5 separate regions of the Mus musculus genome follow, and regions 1, 3, 4 and 5 are each linked to region 2. The links are chromatin contacts, called in public ChIA-PET, HiCAR-type and HiChIP or PLAC-seq maps. All regions are on one chromosome and are shown on one strand. Each heading gives the region's core, a stretch centred on a gene start, on an enhancer-like site or on the middle of the called end of the contact. The rest is flanking DNA. Distances are from core to core; before and after follow the strand shown.

Region 1 (2,700 bases), core at 74-2,573, 290 kb before region 2:
TGCCTACCCAGTGCCTACAACATCACCCACAGAGCAGCAGGTTGATAAAAGTCACAAATGAGCAGGCAGCCAGGCCTAGGAAAGTTGGCCCTAGACAGCCAGATGAAATCGTAATGGGATGCAGATGGCCAGGAGGACTATAAATGATAAGAGAGGAAATTGGGAGCAGTTACCTAAATCTCCTGGGAAGTGGAAATAGAAAGTGAAAATAAAAGAATAACCACATTTTGCCTGATGTCTTCCAGCTTTGATCATATCCAGCAGGGTTGAACACCGGGCTCCTATGTGCTCAGTGTTAGGCTGAGCTACCGCTAACGAGATAGCCTTAAGATAATGAGGCAAAGCAACCTCAGCACGGCCTCTTGGCTGAGTGTTTAAAGCCCACACTGAGTTCACCATCTAACAGGAAAACACAGCTAAAGCCCGGCTACGTGAAAATGGGGAAGGAACCACAAGGTTGTGTATGAACTCCAAGGGGAAGGAAAGAGTCGGGGGAAACTATGGGAGAGACTGGGGGAGGAGGTGGGGTGAGTCCAGGCTGGCCTTGAACTTCTGATCTTTCTTCCTCTGTCTCCCAGTTGCTAGAGCTACAGGTACGTACCACTGTGCTCGGCTCTAGGACGTTTCATTTAGGACATAAAGATAGATAAAGAATTCATCAGGCAGAGAGACAGAAAATGTATTTCAGATGAGGTGACCATGTGAGAAAAGGGTATGGAAGCTTAGAGTACTCCCTATGCTCAGAGGACAGCAAGCAACCATCCCAGAAACAGGGCACGGGATCAATCAACAGATTTTTAAAAAAAATCACCCCAGGGTGTTAGAGCTGGAAGCTGATTTTGACTGAGGGAAAAGGGACTCTTGAGGTTAGCGAAGAGAGAGCTTCCTGAGCGGGGCTTGAGATGGTGATAAAGAGAGGTGAGTCCTTGTGAGGCCAAGTCTGACTGCAGCCCTTTCACTGATGCCTAGGGCCACATTGTTTTGAATGGGGCGCCTGTGTGCTCAGAGGGGCGGGCACAGACACTGCTGATTCCCAGCCTCCGCCCCAGGCATTCATCAGGCAAAGACGCCAACCTAGAGTAGAGGCCTGATATAACCACTGGGAGCAACGCACCAAGGACAGCAGGCACCGGTTGAGCAATCGATGTCTTTTCCTAAATAGCTAAAAGCTCCTAAAAGCGGGGAGGGGGTATTTCTTCCATCCATCGTTCATGGAGAGCCAGGAGCTAAGAAAGAACTAAGAAAATGGGACGTCTCCACAACCTGCACTTGTTAACAGTATTTAAGACCAGCCTGTGCTCTTTAAATCAGATGTTTGTTGGCTCAAAGATGCCTCCAGTCTTATTTAACTCTGCCTCGTGGAAATTGGAACCTGGACATTTCCGGGATGTACACAAGTGGGTGTGTTATGTGAATGAGTGTCACCCCAGGCCCCAGATCCCCGTTCCTCCCTAACCAATTCAGTGGGAACCTGAAATAAGGATGAACTCAGACGAGGACCTGAAGAGAAAGGAAAGGAAACTACTGGGCAGAACCAACTCTGAAATGGGCCTCAAACTCGGCGGCTGCAAAACCTATCCGCGAGACTGCACTGCCCCCAGGCGGCCACAGCGCTCTGCTCCGGAGACTTCCTGATGGATCTCATCACAGACTCAGTAGAGGGAAGACAAGAGGAAAGACCTTGTATATTTGTTTCTGGGCTCAAGCTGTTACCTGTTATCAGTTATTTTCCTCCATCTCCTCCCCGCTTTCCTTATTCCTTCTTTTTCCCCTTCCTTCCCCAGGAGTCAGCGTTCCTCCGGTTGTCCGGCTTGGTGGCAAACACCCGCACCCATCATACACCTCATTACTACTCAATGGTTTTCCTATTCATTTTCTCCATTTGTCTCTTTCTTTTCTTTTCTTCTTTTCCTTCTCCTCCTCCTCCTTCTTTTTACAAAGTGTTAACACAGAGATGCACTTTAAATCTGAGCACCCCTATGATGGGGTGAAACAACATAATGGGAACAATTCTATCCATTTTCTTAAGTGTGTGTGTATGTGATGCATATGAATGTATGCAGGTGTGTCTGCACATACATGTGGATGTGTACAGAAGCCAGAGGTAAATTTGAGATATTTTCTTCTATCATTACCCATATTATTTTTTGAGGCCTGGTCTCTCATTGAACCTGGCATTGCCACTTCAACCGGCAAGCTCTTAGGGTCTGCCTGTCTCCTCCAACCCTGCTCTGCTGTGGCTACAGATGTTCACAGCTGCTGTACTTGACTTACTACGTGGGTCCTGGACATCCAAGCTCAGGTCCTCATGCTTCTCCAGCGGGCAACCCTCTGAGCCAAGGAGAGAGGGGATAGGTTCCTGGGTAAGAGCAGAGCTGCAGTGTGTCTATGGTCTATGGGTTAGAAAGGTTGTTGGGGGAACAGCAGAGCTGACAGGAGCCCTTCAGGGGGCTCAGCTCCTGCTCTGCCTGACTTTACAAGTCCTGAAGACAGCAGTTCAAAAGCCCCCACCGAGGAAGGGCTGGGAAGAAAGTTATCAGTTTCAGACTCCAAAATAATCTAGCACGAATAGCTGCCCTTCCTGAGTCCTGGGGGCTGATGGGAGGCATCAGGTCCCCTGGTCCTGGGAGAACATCTGAGGGACAGCATGGCACATGGCAGGAAAGAAAGATAAATGCTGCAAGGTGACGCCCATTCTCG
Region 2 (2,700 bases), core at 27-2,526:
GGTTCTCAACATGTGGGTGGGTCATGACCCCTTTGGGGTAGCATATCAGATATCCTGAATATCAGATATTTATATTACAACTCATAACAGTAACAAAATTAGTCATGAAGTAGCTACGAAATCATTGTATGGTTGGGGGTCACCACAACCTGAGGAACTGAATTAAAAGGTCAGAGTATGCCGGGCGTGGTGGCGCACGCCTTTAATCACAGCACTCCGGAGGCAGAGGCAGGTGGATTTCTGAGTTCGAGGCCAGCCTGGTCTACAAAGTGAGGTCCAGGACAGCCAGGGCTATACAGAGAAACCCTGTCTCGAAAAACAAAAATAAATAAATAAATAAATAAATAAAAATCAGAGTATTAGGAGGGTTGAAGACGATTGCCTTAGAGAATATCCCTCAATATGGGTTTAATTTTCTTAAGATTGGATTTTAGTGGCAAATGCCAGGGAGGTCATGTTCCCTTAGTCCATCATACTAGGTGCACAGGACATCAATACAGATACCGTTATCCTTGGTCTGATTTAGTGATGCCTGCTGCACTCTTAATGCAAACCTCACTGAGGAAAAGGTACTTGCCATGAAACTCTGGAAGCAGATCATCAGGCTTGGTGTCAGCAAGTCCCATTGCGGGAAGAAACGTTCGTGAAGAAAGTGGAGGTGCCAATCACACAGTGAGGCTATTGAAGTAAGCTATGCGACTTTCCTGCGACAAAGGTTCGTTACATGCCAGTGTTTTAAGCTAGGTTTTCTGCTAGAAACCCGGATATTTTTCATAGCCTGCAAGAGTACACAATGACCAGAGGACAAGACAGGTCTTTGGGAGAACTGGTCCTCTAAAGAGGTGAGAAACTGGCAGGGCAAAGAAGTAAAAAAAAAAAAAAAAAAAAAAAAGTTTCTTTCAAGAAACACAGGCATGCGGTGGAGCTCGCGACCCCACATCTTACACGCCCAGGACAGCCTTGACTAATTCATCCCAGAGCTTGTTCATGAGATGCCCAACCTCGGGGCTGCCCATGTCCTCAGCTCATTTAGGTTCCTGCTCTCTGCCTCAATCTGGGCCAAAGGGAATTAGTTCAGCAACAGTTGGCCTCAGCCCAGGGACCTGGATTGAATACTGAAAACACGCCAAGACATGACAACTCGTCCTCACCGATGGAGAGGAAATTCTCCACAGCAGCTTCCTTCTTTCCCAAAGGGTTGAGTCCTTGCTTCGTTGACTCCCGTCAGCCCGCCCATCACTGCTGGCTCCTGATAGGCTGCTCGATCTGTCCGTCTCCACAAAGGACTGTGCGCAGGCTCAGAAGGGCGGGGAACGCGGCTAAGTGTTGGCGATTCGGAGCTGCAGGATCCGTCCGAGATGGTGAGTGTCCACCCAAGGCGGCGGTAGCGGGCTGCGGCCACCCGGCGTGACCATCCCCCGGTAGGGGTTCTGGTCGTTGGGCGTCGCCCCGCGGGACCCGGGGATGCGGGCCTTTAGTCCCAGCCGAGGCGGAGCGACCGGAAGCTGGTCTGTGAGGGGTCGCCCCGGAGGCCCGCCCTCCGGCTCGAGTACAGTTTTGCTTTTTGGTCAGTGTTGGGAGACCCCGGCCGGGCTGCGACGTTTTCTGAAGTCCGGCATATGGCAGGCACCCTGGGCGTAAGCGCTTACGTGCATGGCCTTTCCTCCTCCGCTCTGGGAAGTAGGTACGGCCATTAGGGCCATCTTCACACTTGGAATCCTAAGGCAGCGATCCCCGGGATTCGAACTCTGCAGGCTTGACTGCTGCCTGTGGGTTCAGTTTGGCGTTGGGGTCAGGTACCGGCGAGGTCCACCCCACGGGGGTCAGGGTGGTGCTTTCAACCCTCACAAGTGTACAGAATTTATAAGGCCTTTTCCGTCGTTAAACCAAACCTCAGAATTTTATTTACAACGGATGCACGCTTGCAATTCCAGCTCTGGGAAGGCGAAGGCAAAAGCAAAAGGATTTGAAGTTGGAGGGCAGCTTAGGATATAAAACGCCCAAGCTATTTTTGTTTTTAAAGTTAAATATTTTATGTATATAAGTAGTGTTTTGCTTGTATGTATTGTTAAGTGTTCCTGCTGCTAAAGAAGGGTTTCGTGGGCACTCCACGGAAGCCCAGGAACCACACAGCTCTGAGGGGAGAAGGTGTCCCATGGAAGGGCATACTGAGACACGGGGCCAGGAAGCACACAACTCTGAGAGGAAGTCTCCTCAACAGCAGGGAGGGTATCCCCAGCTGAGCCGGGTAGTTCAGGAGTCTCATTGCAGGGACAAATCCAGGGTGTGGAGGGATGAATCCTGGGGTGGCTGTCTCTGCTCTGGGAAGTGGGCAGCAGGACACCAAACAAAGAAGAAGTCTTAAGTAGGATTTCTTAGGTGGCAGAGCTTCTCAGGGCAGAGATTTCCAGAGTGAGAATTGGTTGGGATTTGGGGGAGCTCTGGGATTGGTAGGTTTTCCTGTCCAGGCATTGGTGGGGTTTTTTTGCCCCCCTTTTCCTTCATCAGGACCATTGAGCTAGGATGGGAAGGCCTTCCCAACTGCAGGCAGCTGCCATCACTGTTGAGATGTTTGGGGAGGCCAGAGAGGACATGGTACCAGGGGTACCTCCTGATGGCTGAGGCAGCTCCAGTGAGGGCTATAGGCTGAGGCAGGAGCAGAGGTGCAGCCATTTTGACAGCTGCAGCCTGCTGCTTAGT
Region 3 (2,700 bases), core at 104-2,603, 340 kb before region 2:
TTATTTTACTGAACCCTGGAAACCAACTTAAACTAGAACTAGTTCCCATGAAACAAATCTCTAATTCCTTAATGTAGTTACCTAAGTCCTCCATAAACTAACCAGCATCTACTTCAACCAAACTAGTGAATACTTCACTTTCTATGCACTTTCTCCCTTCTTGACCATAAACGCCTTGTGATCAGTTTTCTCATTGGTTGAGAAAATTCTGATCATTTCTAGAGCCCATTCAAAAGCCAACTCTGCACAGAACCTTCAACTATTCCTCTTACCCCTCCCCTAGGCCTGTAAGTCAAGTAAGTCACAAATTCTTCGTAAAGTACTTCCTTGGGGCTAGGATTAGGCTTCTAGGCCCAATGCTAAGCAATATCTAAGCCAAGACCACTCTTTTTTCTTTAAAGTCATTTAATGGTATGTGAACTAGGATAAATCTGGAAAAGGCAAAACCCAAAAAGATTTAAAAGAAAAAAAAAAGACACAATAAAACGGGGGACGGGGCTTGAAAAATTCTGAGATCCAAACCCAGTCAGTTTCACAGCCGGACCTTCCTGCTCACCTCGCCTGTAAAGGAAACTTTGGGACTCGGGCCCGAAAACTTTTCTCGAAAGGTGGTCACTTCCTGAGACTTAAAATATCTTCTCCTCTGGCTCTTTGGGTTCCTGTCTTAAGAAATAAGGCCTCGAGCGGGAAACGGGAGCGAGATATCCGCCCGGAAAAGGCAGCCTACAAAGTTTTAACCTCGGTGCTCCACCGGAACCGAGAGGGGCCTCGCAGGGCACCCTGACCCCTCAGCCGTGAGAGCCGAGGCGGCTATGTGTGTGAGGAAAGGAATGCCGGGGCGGCCGGGCAAACTAACTCGGCATTCAACCCCTTTCCGAGAGGACGGCTCAACACGCTCTCCATTCCGAAACGCCGATCACCGTGGGAGACAGGCCTCGCCGCCGCCCTGAGGAGAGCCGAGGGAGACCAAGTCTGAGGATCCAGAGTCCTCGCCGGCTCCACAGCTCCGGGACGCCTAGGCCGGGCTGCTCCACATGGCGGCCGGCTACAGCTAGGCCGCAGGCCCGGCTTCTCACACAGGTGTGGGTTCGGCTTCCTGCCTCAGTCCTTAGCCCTAACTCCAGCTCAGCCTCTCACCTCGTCCCCGGACATGGCTGTAGTTCGAGCGGGTTCGGCAGGGATGAAAAGTCAAACCGGTCGGCTTCACGGCCCGGAGTCAGCGTAGCTCCCACCGATACTTCTCACAGCACCGCACTAGGCTCTTGCATCAGCGAAAGGGAGCGACACCCCGCCCTCCTCTCAAACGTTGGAAGTGCGCCTGCGCAGAGCTCGCCAAAGCGCAGGCGTACAGTAAAGCCAACCTTACGTGCTTCTCGTGGCGCGAGTTATTCGGCGACTCCCCGGCGCCGGGCATACTGGGACTTGTAGTTTGGCTAGAAAAGACCGGCGCTTGTGCGCTTCGGGAGTTTCGAGGGCGTGCACGACTGTTTTAAACATGTCAGGATGTTCGGGTTCTTGTGCTGCTGGTTACCTAAGAGGTTCGAAAAGTGCTGTGTTGCTTGTAAAGTGAATTTGGGGCCATTTTTCAGGTTTAACTTAGTGGAAACCCTAATATGAACCCGTGGAGCTGAGTTCACGCTTTCCCCTAGAATCGGTCTAGTATTCGAGGAATGCACCTCAGTAGAAGCGTTTCACTTCGTGAGAAGTTTAACCTTCTAGCTTTTTACTTCAGAAGATTCTTCCCTGGTTTTCCATAGTTAGACCGAGGAACGAAGCCGTCCTCTGAGGAGAAACAGCCCAGCAAGCTACAGTCTGTCAGGAAGCTTCGAAATAGTCTTAACTAGCTCAATAAAGGGGCTATGTTGAGAAATGTGTAGAGTAGGTAATTAACTTGTTGACGAACTTCATACCATATAAGTAAAGACACTACAACGTCCTAGGCGATATAATCATCTGGGACTATTAATTATGTGTCCTTTTTTGACTAAAGCTTCCTTATATGGTACATGACTCCTTGTTTATGGAGTCTTTGCTAGACAATTCTGGATGTATCATCTATTTTCCCTGGGGAGATACAGCTGCCATTTAGGAAGGCCTCGGAGTATGCGCTTGTAGTTAAAAAACAAAACAACAAAAAAACACCTGTGTTTGTAACCACAGGGAACTGCAAAGCCCCACTGTTTGAAAGAATGCTCAGCTGGGGCGTCAGGTGATCCACTCAGGTGACTGAAGGGACTGCTCAAGTAAGTAGATGCTATCAGGAGATGAGAGTAATTATCAAGTTTTTAATGCTTCTTGCATAAAAAGAATCAAGTGAGGATTAATCTATGATTAGTGAAAAAAAGCCCTCACGTTAGAAGAGATGGGGAAAGTACTTAGTGATTTTTGTAGTTGGCAAAATGTTCTTCTTGATTGATTTTTGTATTCATACCTGATTACTGAGTTTGTCTTTGTTTTGGTCTACTGGAATTACAAAATGGTCTGTCTGAGCTGGGTGTGGTAGCACTTACCATCCTAGCTCTTGAGAAGTAGAGGCATGAATATCAGAATTTCATAACCAGCCTGGACTACATAAGATTTTATCTTTTTAAATTAATCAATTAATTGATTAATATACTTTACATCTTGACCACAGTTTCTTCTCCTCCCAGCCCCTACCCCCCATTCACTCATCCTCTATTTCTCTTCAGAAAGGGGAGG
Region 4 (2,700 bases), core at 135-2,634, 490 kb after region 2:
AAGCAAGAAATAAAAGACCTCAGCAACTGGAGAGATGGCTCAGTGGTTGAGAGCACTGGTTGATCATCTCATACCCACAGGGCACCTCACACTGTCTGTAGTTCAAGTTCCAGGGAACCTGACACCCTCACATGGTTATAGATACAGGCAAACAGCCAGTGCGCACTAAATCAATAAATCATTCTATAAAAACGAAGCAAAACAAAACAAAACAAAAACCAACTCAGGATTACAGCCCTAGTGTCAGTTTTGGCTAATGCAATGATTCTTTGCTCGACTGGGTTCTTTATTCCAGTGAAAATGAAAAGATGATATGGTAACACAGAATTACTAAACGAAAATGAATCAGGTGACTTGTATGTATGGCGGTGAGAGGAGTTGGTATGAAGCTAGACGGGAAATATTTTTCAGTCATAAAGAGTACACCAACTACAAAGGGTCTTAACTGTGGGGAGAATAACGTTCCTCCTGGGCCTGTGCGCCCACCTATAAAATGAAGGAGTTGAGTTTCCTGACTCCCGGGAGTTTTTTCAAAATATTTTGTGACTCCAGAAATGTCCCCAAGTCCTCATACGTGGTTGCCTGTTCGGCTGAGGTGAGTCCAGAGGGCTAGCCTGCCAAGTTAAGCCAAGACTTTTTTGTACTGTGAAAAGCTGTGTAGTTCTGACAGCGCTGGTTTGGACTGAGGGGACGGGGTTGAATCAGCCCAGGTCGGAAACTTTCCACAATCAGTGAGACCATGAAGCCACCAGCCCTCCTATGATCCCGGCCAACCCCCTTGGCCCTCAAGCTGGCTCTACCTGCCCCAGGTGTCGTGCCCATCACAGGTGAGAGGTCTCAGCTCATCGTAGGGAAAGGCATTTTCCAGGTAACTGTCGTAGGCGTGGTAGAACATGGCCTTGACTCGCTCCCTGGTTCGAGGGATGAGAAATAAGGTAGGGGGCCAGAACACAAAACCAGGCGGGAGAAAGGACCAGACACAGGACGGAGAATGGGAACCACAAAATGATTTCTGCCGAGGGCCCAGCAGCGGGACCAGAGCACGTCAGGGTGGGGGTCCTGGGGTGGAGGGAAGGGAAGGGACCCGGTGGGCGCTTGCCACTCCCCAGCCGTAGAGAGCGGGAGCCTGGCCCCCTTCACCTGTAGTGGGCGGGGTCGGGCGCGGTGCCGTCGGGGCCTGGCGCACCATGGTGCAGGGGTAGCAGCACGCACACGAGGCCGAGCGGGATGAGTAGCCGGAAAGGCATAGAGCTCGTGTCCTGTCAGTGCCGCCGCAGCAGCTGCAGCCACCGCCACCAGCTCATCCTCCGAGCCGCGGCTGGTTCTTCCGGGGATACGCACCACGACGCCTGCGCGTTGGGCAAGAAGCCTCTCACTTCCTGACTACAAAGCCCAGGATGCAATGGGCGGTGGAGCCCTGGCAAAAGAGCATCTCGGGATTTCTGGTCTACAGAGAGGAGTTCAACGTGTCTTAAAGACAGTGGTTGCTGTGGCTGCTGTTAATAATGTTTTCACAATCCCAGTTTCTGTTTGTTGAGCACCTTCGGTGAATTAAAGTGTTAGGAGCACTTTACAGGCGCCATCTAGTTAATTTTTGTTTTTTTTCCAAATACCTTTTAAAGGAGGGGCTAGCAGGTACTCAAGATTTGAGCAGATGCCTATGTAAATATGGATGAAAAATGTTCGGCTTTGACTATAATAGACACAGGGTTTGACAAACCATTGTGTAAGTAAACTCTAGAATTATTTTCCCAAAGCCTTAAGGTTTCCAGAAATCCCTTTTGTTCTAGGAATTCATACATTTATGACGGTCTTTCACTTTAGGGTGCCATGAAATCACGGTCCCTTCAGTCTCTAAATCAACCCAGGACTTTACCTGGACCATCTCAGTGGCTGCCATCCCTGGTGAGAATGAAGACCCAGCATTCTTCCTTTAAGAACATCTGGGCCGGCCGGGCGGTGGTGGTGCACGCCTTTAATCCCAGCACTTGGGAGGCAGAGGCAGGCACATTTCTGAGTTCGAGGTCAGCCTGGTCTACAAAGTCAGTTCCAGGACAGCCAGGACTACACAGAGAAACCCTGTCTCGAAAAAACAAAATAAAACAAAATAAAAAGAACATCTGGGCCAGTTTCCCCACTCTCTTGCTAGGTCCTAGACTCTGTTAGTGCGCTATCTACAGCAACCCCCTTCTCTTTGGTCAGTGGAATGAGCTGTAGACAACCCTAGATTTGAAGTTCGATTGGGGTTCATTACGACTCTACCATTCACACATAACCTATATAACCTTAAAGGAGTCCCTCTCATCCTCCAGGCACAGCACCCACATTTATGAAAGGGTTTGTCTAAACTGATATTTGAGATCCTTTTAATTTGAACTTTTCTTTAATTCTAGCATTGCCCAACTCTTCTTTGCTGAAAAATTCAGAGGGAAATGGCTGCTCCATTTATTGAGCAAAGTGCAGGCAGACTCTGCCTTCTTTGGCCCAGTTGTTTGTTTGTTTGTTTGTTTGTTTGTTAATTCTTGTTCTTTGACAATTTCATATATGTATGAATATGTTCTGGTCACCGCCCCTCCCCCATTACCTTCACCATTCTTCTCTCCTCCTTTTTCCTCCCAAACCCCTCCTACTGTCATTTTTTGTGGTTGTGATTGGGGTAGATTAGGTTTAATTAGGGCTGCTTACATAAGCATAGGTGAA
Region 5 (2,700 bases), core at 5-2,504, 280 kb after region 2:
GGGCTAAGCATATGGTCAGTTGGACAAAGATCAGTGTAGCAGGTGAGTTGATGGGTCACAAGCCCTAAGTAGACATTAAATGGCAGGAGCTGGCTGCTTCAGACCTCAGATTCACTCTTGTAGCTAAATAATTAAAGATCCTTGTTTTGACAGTCTGAATTGTAAGATGAGGTAGTCCTTGGTGATAACTGTAGGAAGGAAGTGGAGGGTGTCCTGCTCGGCTTCCTTTTGGGTGAAGAGGATAGAGGGACGCCAGAGGGAAGTAAACTCAATTTGTGGCAGATAGGTGTGTACTTAGGTGAATTAAAGAATGTAATTTTTCCTCTTTATACTTGTATTATTTTATATTGCATAGACCTTGTATTTTAAGATCTGGCTTTCTGTTTATGTTAGTAAAAACAAACAATACAAGAACTCAGATCTGACCATAACTTGATCTTTATCTGCTCCCCGACTTTGTGACATTTCCCTTCCTTTTCTGAATTTACCTTTAGTGCTAAGAGAATTTGTGCGTTTGGAGCCAATATCTGAAGGATCCTCCTCGTCTTCACTTAAGAGTCTTGTACTTTACATCAGGATGGAGATTTATGGAGGCAAAAAGAATGACATGTCCTAAGAGGTGGGAGAGAATCAGAACGAGTTAGCAGGAAGGTTCATATTGGGGATCTGTGCCCTCAAGGTCGCGGAGGAATTTTTCCATGGGAACGGAATAGGGGTGCTGTTCGGTGGGAGACTGTGGAGTGTCACCCAGAAGGAACTGTACTGCACTTGGCTATCCAACTCTGGAGTGACAGGATCACGCAATCAGACCACGGTAATTGCACAACGGATGACACAATGCCTCTTATTAGCCAGCCTTTCATGTCTCAAGCTGCGCGGCGCCGTAACCCAACCCTTGTCACTCCAAGACCCTAACTTGGTCACTCCACAGCCTTGCCTCCTCTCGTGTCACATCCAGCCGGGCTACACCCCATCACTCCACGGGCCCGCCTCCTCGCCTGTCACCTCTGGCCCCGCCCCTCCACTGTCATTCCAAGGCCCCACCCCTCTCCTGTCATTCCCTGACCATTCCTTCTGCTTTCACTACGGCTCCACCCCTTCCGGCAAGACAGCTCCGCCCTTACCCCTTGTCTTCAGCGGTTTTTGCTGACCCCGCCCCTTCACGCACGGCCCTACCCACTATTGGATGCCTAGAGCACGGCCTCTAGCCTCAGGCTCCGCCCTCACCCGAGGCCCCGCCTCTAGGGTCGACCTGTTTTCCCCGCCCCGGCACCCGCAGCGACCGCAACGGCGGACAAGGTGTTCGGAACTTGATGCGATGGGGCTTCCCGAGGAGCGGCGCAAGAGCGGCAGTGGAAGCCGGGCTCGTGAGGAGACCGGCGCCGAGGGCCGGGTGCGGGGTTGGTCCCCGCCGCCGGAGGTCAGACGCTCGGCGCACGTCCCCTCTCTGCAGCGCTACCGCGAGCTGCACCGGCGTTCTGTGGAGGAGCCACGGGGTGAGGCTGGGCCCGAGCGACTCTTGGGGGCGCCAGTGAGCAGAGGAGCGGGAGTCCGAGGGAGATTTACCGAGCTCCGTTAGAAAGGGAGGAGATGGAGGGTCCCTGAGGGACATGGAAAAGGGATTCGAAAGAGATGGCGTTCTGTGAGAAGAAGGAGGCATCTGTGAGGCGAGACTTCCTAGAAGTTGGGGCACTCTCTGGCGACTTGGCAGTTTTGGGAGATGCGAGTTTTCACGAGGAGATGCGGGTTCCGTGAGAAGAAGCGGGGATCGGTGAGGAGAAAGTTCCCTGAGAGAGCCCTCGAGGTGAAAGGAAGGGCTCCAAGGAGCAAGGGTGAACCTTGAGGGAAGGAGAGCCCTGAAGAGAATCACCTTTGCCTCCAATTCAACCATGCCTCCCTCAGACCTTTAACGAATGCACCCATCTCGTTTTGCTCAGCGTCAGTGCAAGTCTGTTTCCCATCTAGGAGTCCTGCCTCTGTGTAAAATGACAGCAATCCCAATACACAACTGTACGAGTTGTCAGTATGCCGATGCTTTGGTTGTTTTGATGGTATAGTGAACAAAACAAGACGGAGTGAGGTTTACCACCAAGCCTGTTTGTTTTGTTTTGTTTTGTTTTGTTTTGTTTTGTTTTTTTGCTTAAAAAAACCAAAATTGGATCTAAATTCTAGTAACTCAGAGTCTGAGAGACAATTCTATGCCTTGACACGTTCTTAAGTGTCAGGACAGTTTAGGGTGCAAAACCACGATCTGGCCAGGCCTTTAATCCCGTGCACTGGGGAGGCAGAGGCAGGTCTTTGTAAGTTCAAGGCCAGCCTGCTCTACGTAGGTAGTTCCAGAACAGCCACGGCTCCATAGTGAGACTCTGGCCTACCACCACGTCCTGGCTGAGAGGGAGCATGATATTTGGTAGTAAGGTAAACACAAGCCACAAATCCTGCCCGAAAAATACATACATAGCTTTGCTTGCAGTCTTAGGCAGATTTAAAAACTTATATTGAATGTATTCATCTCTAAGATAGGAAAGCTAACACTAGATTCATAAATTAAAAAGTCCAAAGTGGGTAATAAAAGGGTCCATTATCGAATAGTTGATACCCAGCAGACATTAAATAAGTAATGATTTAAATGTTTAAGAACAATGTGGATGAGGCAGATACTGAACAATGCAAAACATTATCGAATCAATTGCGAAGTTG

The links. ChIA-PET counts read pairs in DNA pulled down with a chosen protein or histone mark. HiCAR-type assays count read pairs that join an accessible place to other places. HiChIP or PLAC-seq counts read pairs in DNA pulled down with a chosen protein or histone mark.
Region 1: a contact with region 2 is called in an H3K4me3 HiChIP or PLAC-seq map of the SCID.adh cell line, with 3 times the contacts expected there. The contact joins the enhancer-like site here to the promoter of Dynlrb1 in region 2. A contact is called at or near these places in 6 of 39 promoter capture datasets (the C10 cell line, HPC-7-derived erythroid cells, cranial neural crest and 3 more), 1 of 15 datasets of contacts at CTCF or cohesin (pro-B cells), 7 of 115 datasets of contacts at active chromatin or transcription factors (the SCID.adh cell line, cardiomyocytes, embryonic stem cells and 2 more) and 1 of 9 other capture datasets (embryonic stem cells).
Region 3: a contact with region 2 is called in an RNA polymerase II ChIA-PET map of memory CD8 T cells, with 17 read pairs. The contact joins the promoter of Eif2s2 here to the promoter of Dynlrb1 in region 2. A contact is called at or near these places in 5 of 39 promoter capture datasets (the C10 cell line, the HPC-7 cell line, cranial neural crest and 2 more) and 6 of 115 datasets of contacts at active chromatin or transcription factors (bone marrow-derived macrophages, embryonic stem cells, extraembryonic endoderm stem cells and 2 more).
Region 4: a HiCAR-type map of astrocytes shows a contact between it and region 2, with 2.1 times the contacts expected there. The contact joins the promoter of Edem2 here to the promoter of Dynlrb1 in region 2. A contact is called at or near these places in 1 of 39 promoter capture datasets (hippocampal neurons) and 1 of 115 datasets of contacts at active chromatin or transcription factors (astrocytes).
Region 5: an H3K27ac HiChIP or PLAC-seq map of embryonic stem cells shows a contact between it and region 2, with 4 times the contacts expected there. The contact joins the promoter of Acss2 here to the promoter of Dynlrb1 in region 2. A contact is called at or near these places in 2 of 39 promoter capture datasets (the C10 cell line and the SN4741 cell line), 2 of 484 Hi-C or Micro-C datasets (embryonic stem cells and uterus), 2 of 115 datasets of contacts at active chromatin or transcription factors (embryonic hindbrain and embryonic stem cells) and 3 of 9 other capture datasets (adipose tissue, macrophages and pancreatic islet).

What each region holds. Positions count from the first base shown.
Region 1 is chr2:154,941,703-154,944,402 of GRCm38.p6, forward strand. No RefSeq gene overlaps it. Among named protein-coding and RNA genes, the nearest start is that of Eif2s2, 50 kb to the left of the region's middle. Within about 2 kb of position 1,324, at least 27 of the 459 cell types and tissues checked have an H3K27ac peak or open chromatin away from gene starts, as enhancers often do. A contact at or near this core is called in the SCID.adh cell line, where this site is marked.
Region 2 is chr2:155,235,257-155,237,956 of GRCm38.p6, forward strand. Dynlrb1 (dynein light chain roadblock-type 1) reads left to right here and starts at 1,277. Exons shown (of 4, transcript NM_025947.3): 1 at 1,277-1,361. The coding sequence starts at 1,359. It overlaps Gm52565 (a long non-coding RNA gene), which reads right to left and starts at 1,247. Exons shown (of 2, transcript XR_003954076.1): 1 at 1,152-1,247.
Region 3 is chr2:154,891,553-154,894,252 of GRCm38.p6, forward strand. It overlaps Eif2s2 (eukaryotic translation initiation factor 2, subunit 2 (beta)), which reads right to left and starts at 1,354. Exons shown (of 9, transcript NM_026030.2): 1 at 1,138-1,354. The coding sequence starts at 1,152.
Region 4 is chr2:155,728,091-155,730,790 of GRCm38.p6, forward strand. Edem2 (ER degradation enhancer, mannosidase alpha-like 2) reads right to left here and starts at 1,385. Exons shown (of 11, transcript NM_145537.2): 1 at 1,141-1,385; 2 at 801-911. The coding sequence starts at 1,247.
Region 5 is chr2:155,516,789-155,519,488 of GRCm38.p6, forward strand. Acss2 (acyl-CoA synthetase short-chain family member 2) reads left to right here and starts at 1,255. Exons shown (of 18, transcript NM_019811.3): 1 at 1,255-1,496. The coding sequence starts at 1,319.